2 separate regions of the Mus musculus genome follow, and region 1 is linked to region 2. A link is a contact called in public Hi-C data. All regions are on one chromosome and are shown on one strand. Each heading gives the region's core, a stretch centred on a gene start, on an enhancer-like site or on the middle of the called end of the contact. The rest is flanking DNA. Distances are from core to core; before and after follow the strand shown.

Region 1 (3,957 bases), core at 969-3,468, 110 kb after region 2:
TAGCTGAGCCTAGGTATTCGAAAACTGTATTGGAGATCAACTGACTGACTCTAGACACACCAAATCTCTAGCCCAGTCAGAGATGGGGCTAGTATTACCTGCTATGTGTGTTCCACCATAATCACACTGTAAGTGTAATAAAACTAGGTGGCATGGCCCAAACCTCAAAGATCAACAAAGGTGATCTTACCAGGGAACACATATCCAGGCTTAAAGTCACTTCCAAGGAGCCAGCGTCAAAACGCCAAATTCCTGATGGGACGAAGCTAATGTGCTCCAGACAAGGCTGGCAGGGCAGGATAAAGGCTCCTGCAGTTCTCAGAAAGTAGCATCTTGATCCTGCTTGTTGGGCTTGGGTTTATCCATAACACAGCACAGATAACAGCATTCCAGCTGACCAGCAAAGAGGAATGTGAAATTGTGTTTGGTTTCTATTCAGGTCTATCCCTGTCACCAGTGAGATTGTTTGATTTGTTCTCTCCCAAGGATCAGAGCTTGGCAGGCTCTTTAAAACCATTGCCTTTCCTTTCCTTTTCTCCATTCCTGATGTTTGATTCTAAACTTCTGGTGTGGTCGACAGCAGAAAACCCCACAGCGGCGGGGAGCGCTGCCTCCGCATGCTTCTGAGCATCTTTCATCCTCCAGGCGCAGGAGAGCTAAGGAAAGAAAATTTGGACATGCTGCAGCTGTTTAAATGGTCCTCCATACTGTAGAGTGGGACGGAACAATGTCGCACACTGTGGTGATGAAATGGCCTTCCTAGGATACCCTAAAACCCAGGGTCTGACAGGAATAAAATGAAACATAAACTTTCCCAAGGCTACTTTTCAAAAATCTCTTGAAAACTGAGAAGCTGCCCTGTGGCTGTCCCCATGTGTGCTTCTGGGTTGCAGGTAGACCCTCTGGCCCAAATCTTCCACACAGTTCCAGAAACAGCACCTGTGACCCCATACAGCACCAGACAGGGCTGTGGACTCGTCTTTATTCCGCTTTGTAGGGACATCCACCCAAACTTCAGCCAGGGGGAGTTTCTAAGCAGTCCTGGGCTCAATATTTGGATCCTGAAGATGGCTGCACTGTTGTAAATGATCATCCTGCCATATGTGTAAGAAACTTCTAAGCTGGGCAGTGGTGGCACACGCCTTTAATCCCAGCTCTCAGATAGAGGCAAGCAGATCTATGTGAGTTGGAAGCTAGCCTGGTCTACAGAGTGAGTTCCAGGACAGCCAAGGTTATATGGAGAAACCCTGTCTTGAATAAAACAAACAAGGGGGGGGGTAGAAACTAATGTATGAGTCATGTGCTAATACTTTGAATCACTGCAGTGAGTCTAGATTCTAGGTGCTGGGTTTCACCTGGCATTTGTCACCTTGCTATATGTAATAGGTCCTCTAGGAAGGTGACAGGAGTGACCTGGGAAGCAGGAAGAAGGACATCTGCTGGGTGACCAGAGAGGAGTTGGAACTAGTATCTCCTTTTGCAGTCAACTGCACCATAACTTTCACTCATCAACACTCTGAGGACCCACTGTGTCCTTGTGGCTGCTCCAAGCCATGCGGACACAGAGAGCAGACGCTATCTACCTGCAGTCCATTCTCTTCCCTCAGGGGGCGTGCATGTGAAGATGCTGAGGTAGAGGCATGGAGGACGAGACTAATGTGATAGGTACTAAACAGCTATAAGGAAGGCTGGGGAGAGGATGGTCAGAGTGCTTATAACCCAAGCGTGAAGACTGGATTGGGAACCCCGGCATCCATGTAAAAAGCCAAGTGTAACACCAACATGGGGAAACCGTGATAGGAGAATTTCTGGAGTTTGTTGGCCGGTCAGCGAGCTCCACTATTGCACTATTGAAAATTTAAGGGAAAGAGCAATCAATGAAAGCCTGGCCTTGACCTCTGGCCTCTCTGTGCACAAGCACACAGTACCCAGAGAAAGGAAGATAGGCGAGTGGAGTATTGCTTCCATAAGGAGGGAGGTATGGAATAGGAGACAACAGTGGAGCCTGGGCTATGTGCTGAAGGGAAAGCAGCCAGGCCAAAGACCTGGAGAAAGAGATTCTAAGCAAAGCTTAGCACATGCAAAGGCCCCAGGACTGGGAGGAGCCTGCAAGTCCAAGGCAGCAGATGCAGGCCAATGTGGCTAGAGCACCGGAAGTGATAGGAAAGTTAATGGCAGATGAGGCGTCAGCAAGGAACCTGAGGGCGTGGGACCTGGCAGGCCACAGTGAGTCACCTGGGTTGCCTGTTTACATTGGCAGTGGCAGTGTCTGCATGGCAAGGAAGGGGACCTGAGGATTGAATCCACTGCTTTGGTGGGTCCCATGGAACCCTGGGGGTCAGGAGCCTTGCATTTTGCAGGATGCCAAGGCAGATGGTGACCGTCAGCACCCCCACACCCCACCCACCATGGCAACCTTTTCAGCCTTCAGCGCTCTGACTAACTGGCCATTCTTCCTCTTCAGCACACTCTGAAGATGCTCTGTTCAGGAGGAAGTTGAAATGGCCAGCCCCTCTAATAACAGAATATTGAAAAGGTCACAGCAGTGCAGCCAAGTTCTCCCACCTACAAATCACAGAGAGCGGCAGCTCAGATAACTCACTCTCCTGACAAATCAAGAAGCAAGGACTGAAGACCACACCACTGATTAGGGCTCATCCAAATCCAAGGCCTGGGGAGAAATCGATAGAGAGAACATGGCTGTCCTGTGGTGCACAGGGTCGGAGCAGCAGGGATGCTGATTAGCTAGCTGATCAGTAGGTGGGAGACATGCTGCCCCCTGGTGGCTGCTCCCAGGACAGCGGGAGGGCCTGCCTTGTTTACCATCTCAGTTAGGAATGCTTCCAGAGGCAGTTACACTCTGCCCCAAAGTATGGAAAAGAGCCTTTCCCCAAATCATTACTAAGTAAAATGTTTGCCACTGAAAATCCAAAAATTTTATTCCTTTCTTTCCATATAATGTGTGTCCTTTCCTATTAAGAATTATTTTTCTGGAAATTAGCTTTTGCTCAGACCTGATGGATCAGACACCTAGGGGATCAGACCTATAATCCCAAGTACTTATGAAGCTGAGGCAGGAGGATGGAGAATCAAGGCCTGGCTAGAGAGATGACTCAGTAGGCAAGAACACCTTCTGTGCAGGCCTGGTAACCTAACTACAGGTGCGGTTGGATGCTTGCCTGCCACACTCCCTGCAGTGGAGGATGGAAAGAGAAGGAACTCTGGGGCTGGAGTTTGCTGGTCAACAGCCTAGCTCAAAGTTCAGTGGGAAACTTGCATCAAAGGAATGAATGGAGAGTCATGGAGCAACATGCCTGATTTCTTTCTCCGGCCTCTCTACAAACAAACAGGCATGCACATATTCACAAACACATGTGTGCATACATACACTCTCACACACATGCACACCTGGATATATACTCACACATGTGTGCATGGTCACATACACACACACACACACACACAGAGAGTCAGTCTTTGAGGAAAAAAAAAGCAAGCAAGAATGTGTAAAACTCCATCCTCATAAAGCAAAGACAGGTTTACAGCTTAATTTACCATGTAGCTCCACAAACAACGTGAAAGGAAAATGATTTAATTAAAGACTGGACAATTAACCTGCGTGCTAAGAGAGAGGACACCACACCGCCAGAGTTCCTGCATGCAAGTCCTTGTCTGTGGGCATTGGCTTCAGGGAATATTAATGGGTCCACAAAGCTGGATTTGAAGTGGAAAACTCACCTTAAGAAGAAATCTGAGAAGATTAGGAGAGGGATGAATGTCAGAAACGACTCTGATTAAGCCATGATAAAGCACGCCAGGAGCTGGGAGGGAGAGGCGGTACATGGGAGCTCTTTTTAAAACCATAGGCCCCAAGATTGCAGTGGGCTTTGGAGATAAGGGGACTGACATTTTGAGAAGGGTTGATTAAAAGCTTTTCGGCACAAATGCTCATTTTCA
Region 2 (3,724 bases), core at 206-2,705:
CCTTCAAACCAGTCAGTCACCTTCCCTCAGCCACCATGAGAACCACCAAAGGCAAAAGCGCCACAAATCAGACCCTTAATAGCTTTGGGGCTTCCTGAAAAGTGAAGAGTATGGCTCTGTCTACAGCCTAGCTTCCTGTACTCAAGCTTTGGAGACCCCGCAGCTTCATCCTGGGTTTGGTTGGCACGTTGGTTGGTTGTTTTAGATGCTAGGGACAGAATCTAGGGATTGATCAATGCCCAGCAGGCACTTCCATAAAGGTACTACCCAGGCTTCCTCTCATTTTCTCTGTGTGCTTTACGCTCCTATACTGTTGTCCCAGTGAATAGGGTCTCTCTGTGTGTGTGTGTGTGTGTGTGTGTGTGTGTGTGTGTGTGTGTGTGTGTGTTTGCTTGCTCCTTGCTCTCTAGACCAAGTATGCTGGCTCAGTGTCATCTGTCCTGACCATGGTAGAAAAAGCTTGGCACCTGCAGCTTGGTGGTGCTTTCTCTTTGGTGTCAGCCTGAGGCATCTCTTGCAGTGGTGCTTGCTTTGCATCTACAGAGCTTACCATTGCCCTAGGAGCAACCTGAGTAGAAAGGCCTTGTTCATTCTACCCATCTGTGGCCATGTGGCAAAAGCCGTAGGCCACAAGATGAATTTTGTGGGATGGAGGGAGGGCTGGACAGACAGAAAAATGAATGGACAACCAAGTGTTATAGGTAAATGCTGTCCCAAGGAAACCATCCACTTCGGCTCAACTTAAAATTAGAAGCTGCTTGGGTGGAGAGGTGGGGATGTTGACTGTCAGGGCCTCTGTTGCCTATGTACCCTGTGGGAATGTGCAGGGAGCAGGAGGTGGCGAATAGCTGCTCAGGGTGGTAAGCACTATGTAGGCAGAGGCCTTGCTGCATCTCCATCTATTGAGAAGGAAGGAGTACCACAAATCAGCCATTCTCCTCTTCCCTACCAAGAAGTGCACCAGTCTTGTATACACCCACTATGGGGCTCTAGACGTGTGGTTGACTGTGCCTCACTCACAAGGTCTGGTCTCCAGGACAAACAAGCCTTTCATGGTGAGACTACTCTACACGCCCTTAGGAAGACCTTGAGAAGTAGAGACAACCGTTTTTTGTCAGATTTCCTGGCACCCCTGTTGGAAAACTGCCAGAGGGTGGAGCCTGGACTGGCAGAGCCAGGAGGTCTGTTTTGTTGCCAGGACCCAATAGTTTCTCTAACAGGGGACCCAGGCCACCTGTCTTAAAATCTCAGGGGGTGGGAGACATCTCTTGTTCCCATTTGCTGATCAGCGGCGGGAACAGGTGTTTGAAAGCATACCGTTTCCCCTCCCCCCGGGGGGGGGGGGGCTTCTTGCTCCTGGGAGGCTTATCTGGCTGTCTGAGAGGGTCCAGTGCCAGCCCAAGGACTGAGAAACAAAGACTCGACTTACAATTTGTTACATCCTCGTTACTTTCTCCCGCCTGAGGCTTGGCCTCTTGGAAATCATCCAGGGGCTCAGCTGCCTTCTGCTGTGATCTCAGCATCCTTAACCTCCAGTCTTTGATCTGCATTTCCTGCTTCTGATGAAACACAACCCGCTCCCCACGCCATCGAAAGTACAGTGCATCTTCAGCCAGCCGCACAATTACTCAGAAGTACCGAGTGACTCTTGGAATTTATTTTAGCCACCTGTGTCTGTGTGCTGCTTTGTCTGGCTCGAGATTAAGGCTTCTTTTTATACCTCAGACTGTGCAGTCCTTTCTTTTATGCCTGCACAACGACCCTGTCACCCAGACCAGGCGATGCTCAGGAATCCCAGCCTGTGAGGAGACCCCCAGAGGTGCAAGCTTGTGGGCGGTGGGTAGGGTGGGCTCCCTTGCCTCTTCCCTCCTAGAGCAAGCAGTAGCTCTGAGCCAGCCCCACTGGTGATGCAGAGTTGGGAACACTGGTAAAGTTTAATCTTTGGTTAAAAACAAACAAACGTTAAATTAAAAACAAACAAAAGTTAAGACAAAAACAAAAAATATCCCCAGCTATTTCTTTCAGACAACTTGAGCTTTGTAAACTGGAGATATATTAGTTCAGGGTATTTGGTGCTGGGTAGATTATACTCCCTTATTCTTTAACCAGGAAAATCAGCATGTGCTTAGCAAAGAATTTTTTTTTCATGAAGAAACAGCACCTTCACTGTCCCCCTCCCTGTACGCACAGTAGATTCCAGCTCCAACTGCAAGATGGGTTCTGAGCCAATGGGTGGCGAGAGGGTGCATGGCAGAATGACTTAAAGATTTAAGTGAAATCCTTCTATCACCTAGATCTGGATTGGGAAAAAAAAATATAACCACACCTCCTGACCTCTTCCTTCCTCTGGGTGGCATGACAATGTACACACACAACACTCTGGCATCCACTGCCACATGGTAAACAGTGGCCGCCATATTGGTCCCCCAGCTCTCCACAGCTCTGTAACACCCTTACCACTGATGTGACATGAGCACCTGGTCGGGTTGTCTGGAGGACTCTTAGAACACAGAACGGGTTGACTGTCTGGCACATAAGTGCTCAGGGTTGCCCTGGTACTCCAGGTGAAGAAGTTGGACCTTGGCCTCCCAGGCCTCCACCTACCTTTCTTGGTCCTTCCCATCCTCTAACCTGCTCACCTAGCTTTCTTCTGTTTCCCTGAGACCTGGCCGTAGAATGGTGTCAGCCGTGTTCAGGCCATCTCTCTCTTCTTCAGTTAATTGTTCTCGGAAATTCACAGTCACAGCCAAAGGGGTATCTCTAATGCCTCAGACAATTCTTTCTTTTAAAAAAAATGTAATATGTTTGTTTCTGTGTGTGTGTGTGTGTGTGTGTGTGTGTGTGTGTGTGTGTGTACATGTGAGTGGGGCCAGGATGTGCCTGTGGAGCACAGATGTTGTTACTTTATTGTTACTTTTGTTGTGTTCACAAGGACTGGCATCAGTTAACCCACACAGACAGATAATCCACACAGGAGAGGATAGCTCACCCATGGGAAACCAGAGCTCAGCTGTTCTACTCCACTGATCTCCTGGAGTTACAGAAGTTTACTTTTCCATTTGATGGTGCTACTTTGTAACAACCTCAAAGCTGCCTTCTCCAGCTGACATGATAATACATAGGAATGACATTGTACTTGGTACATTGTAGAAATTTGTTCTCTCCTTACACCACGTGGGTTCCAGGAATGGAACTCGTTTCATCAGACTTGGAGACAAGTGTCCTTTACCTGCTCACCTTCTTAACAGACATTTCTAAGAGCGGTCATACCATCCATACTGGCTTTGTGCCCATTCCTTCTCCTCATTTGCCCTCTGGAAATGGCATCTTCCATTTGAGTGTCCGCCTATGCTAACATCAAGATCCTCAACACTGGCTCTTTGAACTTTGATTCTCATGGTGGCATGGAAAAGTCAGATTAGTGTTTATGTGAAAGTGTTGTACCAGGAGGCTGGGGAGGTTGGACAAGGGGATGCTCTGAGAGACAGACTGTTCCTAGATACTAGAAAGAAAAGCAGACTAGAGATGCTGAGGGCAAGTGAATGGCCAGTAGCTCAAGGTCATCCTCAGCAACTTAGTAAGTTCAAGGTTGGCCTATGCTACACAAAATCTTCTCTAAATCAACCAAGAGCAATAAAAAAGATGGGAAAGGGGGTTTTATTCATATAGTCAAGCCTGTCTTAAGGGAGAGAGAGATTGGACTCAATCACAGATCCAACAAGGA

What was found. A called contact is a pair of places that touch in the nucleus more often than the background predicts.
Region 1: a Hi-C map of colorectal tumor organoids shows a contact between it and region 2, with 2.2 times the contacts expected there. The contact joins two enhancer-like sites. A contact is called at or near these places in 5 of 484 Hi-C or Micro-C datasets (cerebral cortex, colorectal tumor organoids, cortical neurons and 2 more) and 1 of 115 datasets of contacts at active chromatin or transcription factors (embryonic stem cells).

Annotation. Positions count from the first base shown.
Region 1 is chr11:53,029,778-53,033,734 of GRCm38.p6, forward strand. The region is part of intron 4 of Fstl4 (follistatin-like 4); the gene reads left to right. Among named protein-coding and RNA genes, the nearest start is that of Gm11186, 88 kb to the right of the region's middle. Within about 2 kb of position 2,219, at least 6 of the 459 cell types and tissues checked have an H3K27ac peak or open chromatin away from gene starts, as enhancers often do. A contact at or near this core is called in colorectal tumor organoids, where this site is marked.
Region 2 is chr11:52,918,311-52,922,034 of GRCm38.p6, forward strand. The region is part of intron 3 of Fstl4 (follistatin-like 4); the gene reads left to right. Among named protein-coding and RNA genes, the nearest start is that of Fstl4, 160 kb to the left of the region's middle. Within about 2 kb of position 1,456, at least 41 of the 459 cell types and tissues checked have an H3K27ac peak or open chromatin away from gene starts, as enhancers often do. A contact at or near this core is called in colorectal tumor organoids, where this site is marked.